4 separate regions of the Mus musculus genome follow, and all the other regions are linked to region 1. A link is a contact called in public HiChIP or PLAC-seq, Micro-C and promoter capture Hi-C data. All regions are on one chromosome and are shown on one strand. The core of a region is the stretch at or near the end of the contact, and the rest is flanking DNA. Distances in the headings are between cores, read along the strand shown.

What was found. Hi-C and Micro-C count contacts between places; a contact is called where the count stands out from the background. HiChIP or PLAC-seq counts read pairs in DNA pulled down with a chosen protein or histone mark. Capture Hi-C pulls out chosen DNA fragments and counts their contacts.
Region 2: a promoter capture Hi-C map of pancreatic islet shows a contact between it and region 1. The contact joins the promoter of Slco2b1 here to the promoter of Map6 in region 1. A contact is called at or near these places in 1 of 39 promoter capture datasets (hematopoietic stem and progenitor cells) and 2 of 9 other capture datasets (adipose tissue and pancreatic islet).
Region 3: a contact with region 1 is called in an H3K27ac HiChIP or PLAC-seq map of extraembryonic endoderm stem cells, with 8 times the contacts expected there. The contact joins the enhancer-like site here to the promoter of Map6 in region 1. A contact is called at or near these places in 6 of 39 promoter capture datasets (the SN4741 cell line, embryonic stem cells, hematopoietic stem and progenitor cells and 2 more), 3 of 115 datasets of contacts at active chromatin or transcription factors (embryonic stem cells and extraembryonic endoderm stem cells) and 1 of 9 other capture datasets (liver).
Region 4: a contact with region 1 is called in a Micro-C map of embryonic stem cells, with 2.2 times the contacts expected there. The contact joins the promoter of Tpbgl here to the promoter of Map6 in region 1. A contact is called at or near these places in 2 of 484 Hi-C or Micro-C datasets (both in embryonic stem cells).

Annotation. Positions count from the first base shown.
Region 1 is chr7:99,266,165-99,268,747 of GRCm38.p6, reverse strand. Map6 (microtubule-associated protein 6) reads right to left here and starts at 1,301. Exons shown (of 3, transcript NM_001048167.1): 1 at 1-1,301. The coding sequence starts at 726. Gm26705 (predicted gene, 26705) reads left to right here and starts at 1,530. Exons shown (of 4, transcript NR_103487.1): 1 at 1,530-1,603; 2 at 2,277-2,341.
Region 2 is chr7:99,705,563-99,708,145 of GRCm38.p6, reverse strand. Slco2b1 (solute carrier organic anion transporter family, member 2b1) reads left to right here and starts at 1,304. Exons shown (of 14, transcript NM_001252530.1): 1 at 1,304-1,635. The coding sequence starts at 1,620. It overlaps Gm34280 (a long non-coding RNA gene), which reads right to left. Exons shown (of 5, transcript XR_003946841.1): 4 at 2,408-2,529.
Region 3 is chr7:98,855,067-98,857,649 of GRCm38.p6, reverse strand. No RefSeq gene overlaps it. Among named protein-coding and RNA genes, the nearest start is that of Wnt11, 18 kb to the right of the region's middle. Within about 2 kb of position 1,304, at least 37 of the 459 cell types and tissues checked have an H3K27ac peak or open chromatin away from gene starts, as enhancers often do. A contact at or near this core is called in extraembryonic endoderm stem cells and trophoblast stem cells, where this site is marked.
Region 4 is chr7:99,625,810-99,628,392 of GRCm38.p6, reverse strand. It overlaps Tpbgl (trophoblast glycoprotein-like), which reads left to right and starts at 1,290. Exons shown (of 1, transcript NM_001195529.1): 1 at 1,290-2,583. The coding sequence starts at 1,745.

The DNA.
Region 1 (2,583 bases), core at 52-2,551:
TGCTGGCCCTGCCTTCCTACGTGTGTCGCGCTGGTCTACACCGGACGCCTTTCCTGCCGCCAGCACCCCGGCTCCTCCAGCACCCTCCGGGTCCCGGGCATCAGCAGAAAGTTGCATGGGCCCGCGCTCTTGGCTCTGAGGCCGACGCTTGGGCACCCCGAGAACAGGTTGGGAAGGCTGCGAAGTCGCAGGGATTTGCACCGGCTTGGGGATCCAGGGATGGTCCCCGCGCCGGGGCAGCGGCCAGGCGCGGAAGTCCTTCTGGTACTGGGTCTCGCGCTCGAAGGGCGCGTCGGACGGCTGGTACTCGCTGCGCGGCCGGCAGCTTGGCTCGGGCCGCTGCACTTTCCAGGCGCGGTAGTCCTGTCGCATCACCGAGTCCGCGGGGCCTGAGCCGGAAGTGGAGGCTGAGGCCGCGCCCAAGCCCAGCCCGCTCCGGCCGGGGGCGGCTACAGTCTCGCGGTCGACGCTGGGCCCGGGCGCAGGCCCTGTTGCCCGGGCAACTGCATCCGACTCTCCCTGGGCTGGCTGCGTCTCTATGGCGACAGCACGCGAGGGGGGCGCTAACGCGGGCTGCAGCGGAGCTGGCGGCTGCGGAGGGGCGCCTGGGTGTTCGGTGGCCTCCGAGTACTTGGTGAAAACCAGCGGCACCGCAATGTCCGCCTTGTCCAGCTGGTTCCAGAAGCGGGCGATGCAGCAGGCCCTTGTGATGCACGGCCACGCCATGTTAGCCACAAAGCCTTTTTGTGGTCCTAAATCAAATCTCCAATCTCCCTTTAACCCCAACCCAGACCCGCCAATGTGGTTCCCACCGCTTCCTTCCCTTAGAAGCCCTTTGCCTCGTCCTCCACCCTCAAAGAGCACCCGGGGACAAGGTACCGCTGAGATAAAGTCCGTAAAGTCCCTCGATTGCCGGCTGCAAACGCCTGCTGCAGAGGAGCTGCTGTGGGCAGTGAAGAATAGGAGCGAGGCTCAGCGTCCCAGAGTCCAGGCCTAGGGCGTCTGGGCGCGCCCTCTCTGCGACTGCGGTGTCTAGCAGACCCCGGCAGAGCAAGGAGATGCTTGGCAAAGAGGCTGTGGGCTTAAGCCATGGCGCAGGGAAGGATCCGCAAGCAGGCTTTTATCTCCTTTCCGTCTGGTTCAGCCGGCCGCCTAGCGAGGCTTGGCAGCGGTCACCTCCAACCCAGACAGAGCAGAGAGCAAAACGGCCTCTATCTATACCCCCGGTGATGCCGCAGCCGCTGCCGCTGTCGTCTTCTGCTGCAGAGAGGCGGCCCCACCCTTTTTTGCGGCTCAGCAAGGGAGGTGGGGTGATCAAGAAAAGATGCTGAGAGTATGCGCGCTGCAGAAAAAAAAAAAAAAATCACCTGCTGTCGTCAGGGCGCGCAGCTGAGAGGTTGCCCTCTCCCTGTCCCCTCCTCCCTTCTCTCTGGCAGCTCCTCCCTTCTCTGTTCCCAGGCAACAGCAGAACTGGGTCCTTGATAGGTTCAAGTCCCAAGCTCCTGAGGACTTGCTGTCCTTGAGTTGCCAGCTTCATGTCCTAGAACCGAGTCTCCTCTCTTTCGTAAAATCGCCCCAACCAATGAATACTAATTTTTTAAGTGTAAGACCGCCCCGCCTCCATGAAATGTCTGTTTCAGACTAGATGCTTTGGCTTCTTTTAAAAATCTTTTTTACTTTTTTTTTTTTTTTTTTGGTTTTTGGCTTTTGTTTTTTCGAGACAGGGTTTCTCTCTGTAGTCTTGGCTGTCCTGGAACTCAGTCTGTAGACCAGGCTGGCCTTGAACTCAGAAAAGCCGCCTGCCTTTGCCTCCCAAGTGCTGGGATTAAAGGCGTGCGCCACCTTTTAATTATGTGCTTTTGTCTGTGTGTGGGTATATGCACATGGGCTCTGGTGCCTGCTGAGGCCAGAGGGTCAGAAGTAGATTTCCCTGGTGCTGTGCAGGCGACTATGAGCTCCCACCCCACCCCCATGTGAATGCTGGGACCCGGACTTGGGTCCTCTGGAACACCAATACAAGTTTTTAACCACTCAGCCCCTGAATAGATACTTTAAAAGGGAGAGCTGCAGTTAATTGGTCAGCTATCAGGCTGTACTTATGCTCCGTGTTGCTGGTTCTTGACCTAAGCCTATGTGTACAGGGCTTCCCCAGTTGTATGAGATTGGGAGAGGCCGGCCTGGGAGAGGCCGGCCTAGCCATACTCTGGCTGTTCCTTCTTTAAGCAACTGGGAAGCAGTGAGTCTACTCTCCCAGGATAAAATTGGTTCTTCTCCAGCCCAGATGCTGCACTGGGGGAAAGGGAGAAAAAGGAAGATTCTGGAAAGAGACCCAAGGGAGGAGGTAAGCGGCTGGATGAGAGACAGTTCCCTAGGAAAAGGGAGACCTCTTTGAGGGGATTCTCGGTTGTGTTTCTGCCTTCTTTTCTACTTTGGGGTTGAACAGATTTTGGAATCTAATGGACCTGCTTTGGCTCTGATACTCTCTTTGTGACTTGGGTTGTCTCTGGGCTGCAGTCCCCTGGGTCGGGGCGGGGGGTGGGGGGGTGGGGGGGGAGGGGTAGTAGAGCTAATAAATGCCTCGGG
Region 2 (2,583 bases), core at 55-2,554, 440 kb before region 1:
CTGAGTCCATGAATATTCTGGTTTCATACAAAAAGCCTCAGTTCCTGAGGCTAAGTCAGTGATAAGAGAGTTTCTAAGGGACCCTCCTTCTTGCAGCTCTGTACCAGTGATTTGATATCTTGAAGGTTCTCTGTCTTCCAGTCTCTAGGAAAACTCGCTGCTGACTTTGGACTGAAGGGTGAGAGCCCAGATCTACTCTGGCTTCCCAATTAGGACAGAGTCTTCTTTCTGTCAGTCCGTCACAATTGCTGGCCTTCATCCACGGTCACGTGCTCATATTGCTGGTCCTTCAATGACACCTTCACTCAGAAAGCGTTGGGCATCTGGCTGAGTGCCTAAGCTCCAGCCAGATCTGTATCTCAGATGTCCCAGCTTTCTATGGCCAAGTGGGCTAAAGGAAGCTCTCTATCATTCCGAGGAAGCTAGACTCTCAACTCACATCCCCACTCTATGCACAGGTCTCCTTTTGGAGATGGAGTTGTGCTCATTTCTGTATCAAATTGGGGCCAACTCTTCCCTGAGAAGAGAGCCTGGGTTGAAGGGCATGCCTGGTTCTAGCATGATGGGTGGGGGTGGGGAGCAGCAAGACATGTTTTCCCAGCAAGTGGGGTGCTCTGTGGCATGTGACTCAGACTGTGAAATGGAGGAATCCAAGGCTGTTGGATGAATGGGCCCTAGGGAGCCTCCCCAGCCCAGTGAAGGCCCTGCCTCTTGCCCCTCCCTCCAGTTCAGCCTCTGGCCTCCAGGCTTGGCTTCTCTATTTATTGTCGCACTCTTCACACCACAAGAACTCCTGTGATGCCTGTCCCTTGGCTAGGGCCAGCACTGGGATGGGATCATTCTTCCAGCCATCTAGAAGACCTTTGTCCAGACATCTCTTAAGAATTTCACGTTTACTGTTTTGTCTTGCTTCCTTTCCCCCTCCCTTCCTTCCCCTTTCATCTAGGTGGCGCAGATGGCAAGGGCAGATATTAGTGAGAGATGAGGGAGACAGGGCAGAGGCTCAGAGGGAAGCAAAGGCTTGCTTCAGAGCTCATAGAGGGTTGGGAAGACAGCAGCCCCACAGGAAAAGCAGCTCAGGCGGTGACTAGGATTGCAGCAAAGAGACTGAACATTCTGGAATGTTTGTCTCTAGAATGGTCCTGAACTTAAGAGCCATAAACAGCTTCTCACTCTGGCCTCTGCTGCTCCCACAGGAAATAACCATAAGCCTCAGGGAGGGACCAGCCTCCTCACTGCATGGGGGCTGGACCTAAACAAACCCGCCTCCTTTGCAACTCCTGGTCCTGGGCTGTCCCAACCAGAGATCAGAGGAATTCATGGAACCAAAGAAACAGACACTGCAAGGGTTGGGGGGTCTAAAGCTAGATAAAGGAGCAAGTTCCCAGAAGAGCTCTCAGGGAGGGGTCAGTTTGAGCAGGGCTTCTACCACACCTGACCTGGAGGCAGCTGCTGTCTAGTGTGGCCAAATAAATATAGCCTAGTGAGGGACAGTCCTACCTTGATGGTCCCTGCTGCTCTCTCAGGAGCTGTCTCCCGTTGTCCACTGGCAGGCTCACTTCCTCTCTGCTAAGCTCCAGGTTGGACTGGGGGCCACAATTCTCTGCATTTCCCCAGCCATGGGGCCCAGAATAGGTAAGTCTGGGGGACGGAACGGAAGGAATTGGGAGGGAGCCTGGAGGCTTCTCCAGCCACAGGAAAGGGGGGAGACTATATATAGTGCCTCTGTGGTGTGCTGAGGAGACAGAGGCTTAGTTCTGCACAGAACAAGCCCCTCTCCCCTGGTCTGTGGACCTCAGAGAGGGTATATGAGTGAATGAGAGGGGCAGGAAGGGAAGCCAGTTTACTGGGCTGGAGACAGGGAGCCAAGCCAAGCCACTCTGCTGAGCTAGAGACCCAAGACCTTAGAAAGGCCAGCCTACCCAGCCTCATTAAGCTAATCCCCAACACTCATCACCCCCACACCGGTGTGAGGGAGGCAACGTAGAGATGGATGGACAAAGTAGAGGACCACAGAGAAGAAGCAGAGAGAGACACACACAGAGAGAGAGAGAGAGAGAGAGAGAGAGAGACAGAGACAGAGACAGAGACAGAGACAGAGAGACAGAGAGAGAGAGAAAGAGACAGAGAGACAGAGAGAATGTGCAAACAGACACAGGAACCAACAGGTGTCAGCAGGACAGAGGGGCAGACTAGGAGCAGGACAGAGGAACAGACACAACATGGCTCTGAAGGAAAGTCACAGCAAGGACCTGGAGGGTGAGAGGGGAGTGTCAGTGTGAGCCAGAAAGACAGAAAACCACCAACCCACAGGGACAAATGCTCAAAGGGACTGACAGACAGATTTCAGACACAATCCACAGGATCCACACAGAGAGGGCACTCTGAGAGGCCTGCTGACACTTACCTGGAGTGGGTAATGGTGGGGTCTGAGGAGGCTAGAGGGGAAGTGTCTGGAAACTTCCTGAGGCCAAGTGTGGAGTGGTGAGAGGAAAGCACAGAGTGGCCAGGTCAGAGTGACAGACCCACCTGTGACAATGGTGGAACAGAAGGTCTTTACACAGGGAGTCCGGGCTGGATGCC
Region 3 (2,583 bases), core at 55-2,554, 410 kb after region 1:
AGAAGTCGGAGCCAGACAGCCTGGTGTTTGAATCTTGACTCTGCCACTGATAGACCATGACCTTAAGCCACATTTTTTTTCCTTTTATGAGCCTGCTTCCTCATTAATAAAACAGGGATGGTGGGCCCTATGCCATGGGATAATTATGGAAGACAGGGGCTGCAGAAACCCAGAGAGGGCCAGAGGTTGCCTGGAGAGAGAGCTTACAAGAGAGTAAGCAAGATGCTGGGTGATGCCAGACCTCTTTGAACACCATCTGGCCTCTCTTGAGCCTGGACTTCTGTCTGGGGCCTGGTCTATGTTCCCTGGGCTGTGGCAGAACACAGCAGAGATGTTTGAGGCTGGGCTGGGCCCCACATGGTGGCTCCCTTGGCCTGAGCCACCTCTCCACAGGGCCTTATCTGTCCATTCTCTCCTTTCCCACAAACTAATCTTTCTTTCTCTTGGAAAGTTCCTGTTTCCTCCCCGCCGTCTTGTCTGTCTCCGGAGACTCCAGCCAGCCTCCCACTCAGGTCTAAGCTGTTCAGCACAGGGGGCTCAGAGTCTAGCATGGCCACCCCTGGCTCAGGATGGTACAGATGGGAAACCTGCAGTGGCCGACGCTCTGAACCCAAGTCCTCTGGACTGTCCAGCATATGATGGAACGTTTTATGCCGAAACTCCCAGGTGCAGAGATTCTGACTCTAAATCTCTGAACACAGTAAATTCCTGGGCTGCCGGAGCTCCCAGGAGCCTGTGACTTACAACGAAGCCTTGTCCCCTGATGAGTAGACCCAGCAGGGTTCAACCTGAAGCTTGGGGTAAGATGCTGTCCAGGGTCTAGGGATTCCCCCCCTCTTGGTTGCCTAGCACCTCGTTAGCCAGGAGGTTCAGGGCTTCTTCACAGGTCTAGGGACTAGTCAGTGGCAGGCACACAGACCCCCTGAGTCAGGAGCCTCTCCTGCCCTGAGCCAAGTCTCCCTCCCATCTAGGAAACGCAGCAATAGGGCATGCCTGAGCTCTGAGCCCCACTCTGTTGAGAGCTGGCTATGATTTGGGGCAAGTCAGGTGTCATTTGAGAACCCAAGATTTCACCTGTCAGAGAGTGACTGCTCACATATGGGGACACTGCTGTGAGGATGACCTGGGATAGGGGGACTGGAACACAGCAGGGACATGTGAACAGTTCCTTTATAATAATATAGCTACTCTGCACCATTGCGGTGTGCCTTCAATTCTGAGGAGTGCTTTGTGCTCAGCTCCAGAGCCCCATTGTGTTCACAGACTAGTCTCAGCCCAGGGTGACTCAGAGAGCTGGGGGGGGGGGGGGGCAGGTCGGGATACAATGCAGGCTCGGAAACACTCTGGCCCAGCAGGGCATTAGAGAGAGATACCAGAGACTGCAGGAACCCTGGAGAGGCCAGGCTAGGCTAGGAGTGGTCACAAAAGGCTCACTGGAAAAGGGAGCTGTCTACCTGGGCCTTGGAGGAGAGCTTTGACTGACTTAGGGGAGGGGCTTGCTATGGTTGCTTGAAAGGTTCAAGGGCTGTGAGGAGCCAGAGGAGGGAGGCATGCAAAGGGGCATTCTAAGAGTGACAATACCAGCCTGGTCTACAGAGTGAGTTCCAGGACAGTTAGGACTACACAGGAAAACCCTGTCTCAAAAAAAAAAAAAAAAAAAAAAGGAGGGAGGGGGGAGAGTGATAATTCTGGGCCTCTGAAAGAATCAGCAGATGCCCACAGTAGGCATGTTGCCACAGTAGGCATGTAAACAGTGGGCATCATAGCTGAGGGGTGCTGAGCTACAGAAATTGCAGCAGAAAGCTAGTCTATGGCGAGAGGTGGACTCAAGTGCTGAGGGGACCGGGGCCAAGGAGAAGACACATCAGGGCAGACTAATAAAGACACTGGTCACCCTGGCAGGGTCCCTCTCTATCCCCAGCCTCTTTCAGCAATGGCCATCAGATGACCCCTCCCATCAGGGACTTCCTCATCTGGAAAACAGACTCAAAGGAGACCTGAAGACTTATCTTGAGGTTCTTTCCAGCCGCTGTTTCTGAGACTCTGCCACCCCCACATCACAAGCCTGCAGGCAGAGCTTGGAGGAGAGCCACAAAACCCAGCTATCTCCCAACCTACGACCTGCCTGGCTTCTGACAAATCTTCCATTCCATCCTCCCTGACCCACCAGTAGCCCCTCCCCACCCCTTCCTCTCCATGAAACCCTGCCCAGGTCCTGGGGCCTTGCTCAGCAGGGCTTCAGTGGGGAAGGTCTCCCTTTCTAGCTGCCTCTGAGGGAGCCTATCTGTTAGCTTCGAAGTGTGGAAGCCACACACAGAAACTGTTTGGAACATTCTTTTGCATCCTTGTTTTGGGTGGTCCCCCAAAATACCAGCAGCACAAAACACAGGTTCTTAGCAATTTTTCTGTCTTGGGGTGGGGGAGGGACTTACATGGGCCAGGCCTGTTCTTTGTAGCAACCATTTTCAAGAGTTAACTTTATTTTCCTGCTATTTGCCTGCTGGATGTTGTTGGGTTGGGCAAGTTCAGGAAACCTAAAGAAGTTTGCTGGCTGGCTGGATGCAAAGCTGTTGTCATGAAGAA
Region 4 (2,583 bases), core at 41-2,540, 360 kb before region 1:
GGGCATGTGTAAGTCTGTTTGTGTAAAGTTTGCCTTTTTGTGTAGAGGCACACGTGTGTAAACTCAGGTGGCCATGTATACAGACATGTCCAGCTCTAAAAGCTACTACTGTCATCTGCTAGCATCTGGAGGTTATCATGGAGACAGGACTAGGTCAATATGAGCTGAGGGAGTCCAGCAAGATCACCAGCCTGGTCCTTAGTGTTGGTATTTGCCTGAGACCCAGGGAATGCAGGATATGCCTCAGAAAGTGGTTTCAATTTGCTGGTCGATCTTCTAAATGCAACTTCAGGGAAGAAACCAACCAGTAGTCTTCAGTTCAGGAGAAAGAGACTGACTGATGCTTATGGGGAGGAGGGGAGCCTCTATCCCAACCAGCTCTGCCAAGTAAGATACTCGAATGGCCTGCAGATCAAATGTCAGCTTCTCCAACCTGAATAATTCATGCCAAGACCAGGAATGCTCCCTCCTCTGGAGTCTGTCTCTTTAAATCAGGTCTTGAGCTTCTCAATTCTGGAGGAAAAAAAAAGTAAATAAGTAAAACCCAGAAAGAAAGAAAAACAAAACAAAACAAAACAAGCCTATTAACAGCTCAGCCCCCACCTCAGCCCTGGATTTTACCACACCCCCACCCTCCACTACAAAATCAGTTCCTGATTTTCCTGCTCCTAGAGCCCTCTCCCCAACCGGCACACCACTCAATATTGACTGGTAGGGCAATTTGGAGGGGAAGGGGCACAGTATCCTGGCAGTACTCAGTGCTGGGGCGGGGTGGGCAAGCAAAGAGCTGAATCACTCCACCCACCGCTCCCTGAGCCTAGGAGGGGCCCAGCCTGAAAGGTGGAACCAATGGGAGTGGTCTTGGCAGAGGCAGAGCAGCCTGAATTAGGGCGCGGGAGATGTGGGGACAGAGGGTGTTTTAGAACATAGAAGAGGGTCGATAAAAGACTGGACACACAGGACCTGCAGAGTTTTAGACACAGCCTAAGGGAACTGGGTTCGCAAAGGAGACATCCAAGGCTAGGGATTTTCCAGGCTCGCTCCCTTAGCACAGCTCCTTTCCTTGACTACAAGAAGAGTAACTTTGTCAGCCCACCCCTCAGCCCTGCCTCCTTTTCTAGGGACAGCTCTAAACTCTCCCACCTTCTCTGGGTGCACAGATCCACCTGCCAGGTCAGCCCTGAGGGCCCCGCCCCACGTGTGCTTCGGAGGGAGGAGGAAAGAAGCTGCCTAAACGAAGGGGGTGGGGAAAGAAGCAAGTCAGAGCTTGGGGAGCCAAACTTCTCAGCAGCTCGTGAACTAGAGAGCAGGGGAGCAAGAGAGCGCAGCGGCCCTAAGCCTGCATCTCCGGAGCCTCCCACCCCGCCTCCCTTGCGAGGAGGTGCGGAGACTCCGCTGGGGGCGGAGGAGGCGGCCAGGAGGCGGGGAGGGGGAGGCAAACCCTGCCCACTCGGCTCGGAGCCCGGAACAGCCGCGGAAGTCGGAGGCCGGAGCGCAGGGCGACGAGGGCAGCGAGGGCGGGGGGCTCCGCTCCCCGCCTGACCCCTGTAGCCCCCAGCCATCAAAGTGAAGGCTCCTCGGACTTTACAAGCTGGAGGACGGACCGGTCGGAACTGTCAGCTGCTCCGGGTCAAGGTCTAGCCCACAGCCACCTTCCCGTGCCACCCCCATCCCATCATCTCCAAACGCTCCCAATTCACTGGTGAGCGCTGCGGGCCGGGGGCTGGATGCGGGGACGGCCGCGATGGCCCCGCGCGCGGGACAGCGGGGGCTCTGGAGCCCGCTGCCAGGGCTGCTGCTCTTGGCGGCGGCGCTGAGCCGGCCCGCCGCGCCCTGTCCCTTCCAGTGTTACTGCTTCGGCAGCCCCCGGTTAATGTTGCGCTGCGCGTCGGGCGCGGAGCTCCGGCAGCCGCCCCGGGACGTGCCACCCGACGCGCGCAACCTCACCATCGTGGGCGCCAACCTGACCGTGCTGCGCGCCGCAGCCTTCGCGGGAGGGGGCGAGGGGGCGACGGACGGCGTGCGCCTACCGCTCCTTACCGCGCTGCGCCTCACACACAACAACATCGAGGTAGTAGAGGACGGTGCCTTCGACGGGTTGCCCAGCCTGGCGGCACTCGACCTAAGCCACAACCCGCTACGCGCCCTGGGCTACCGCGCCTTTCGCGGGCTGCCTGCGCTGCGCTCACTACAGCTCAATCACGCGCTGGCTCGAGGCAGCCCCGGGATGCTGGATGCACTGGACGCCGCTCTGGCCCCCCTGGCCGAGCTTCGCCTGCTGGGCTTGGTAGGCAACGCGCTGAGCCGCCTGCCACTCGCCGCGCTGCGCCTGCCCCGCCTGGAGCAGCTGGATGCGCGTGTCAACGCGCTGGCCGGCCTGGGCCCGGACGAGCTGAGCGCGCTTGAGCGCGATGGCGACCTGCCCCAGCCGCGCCTGCTGCTGGCGGACAACCCACTGAGCTGTGGGTGCACCTCGCGCCCCCTGCTGGCCTGGCTGCACAACGCCACCGAGCGCGTACCCGACGCGCGCCGCCTGCGCTGCGCTTCCCCGCGCGTACTGTTGGACCGGCCTCTGATAGACCT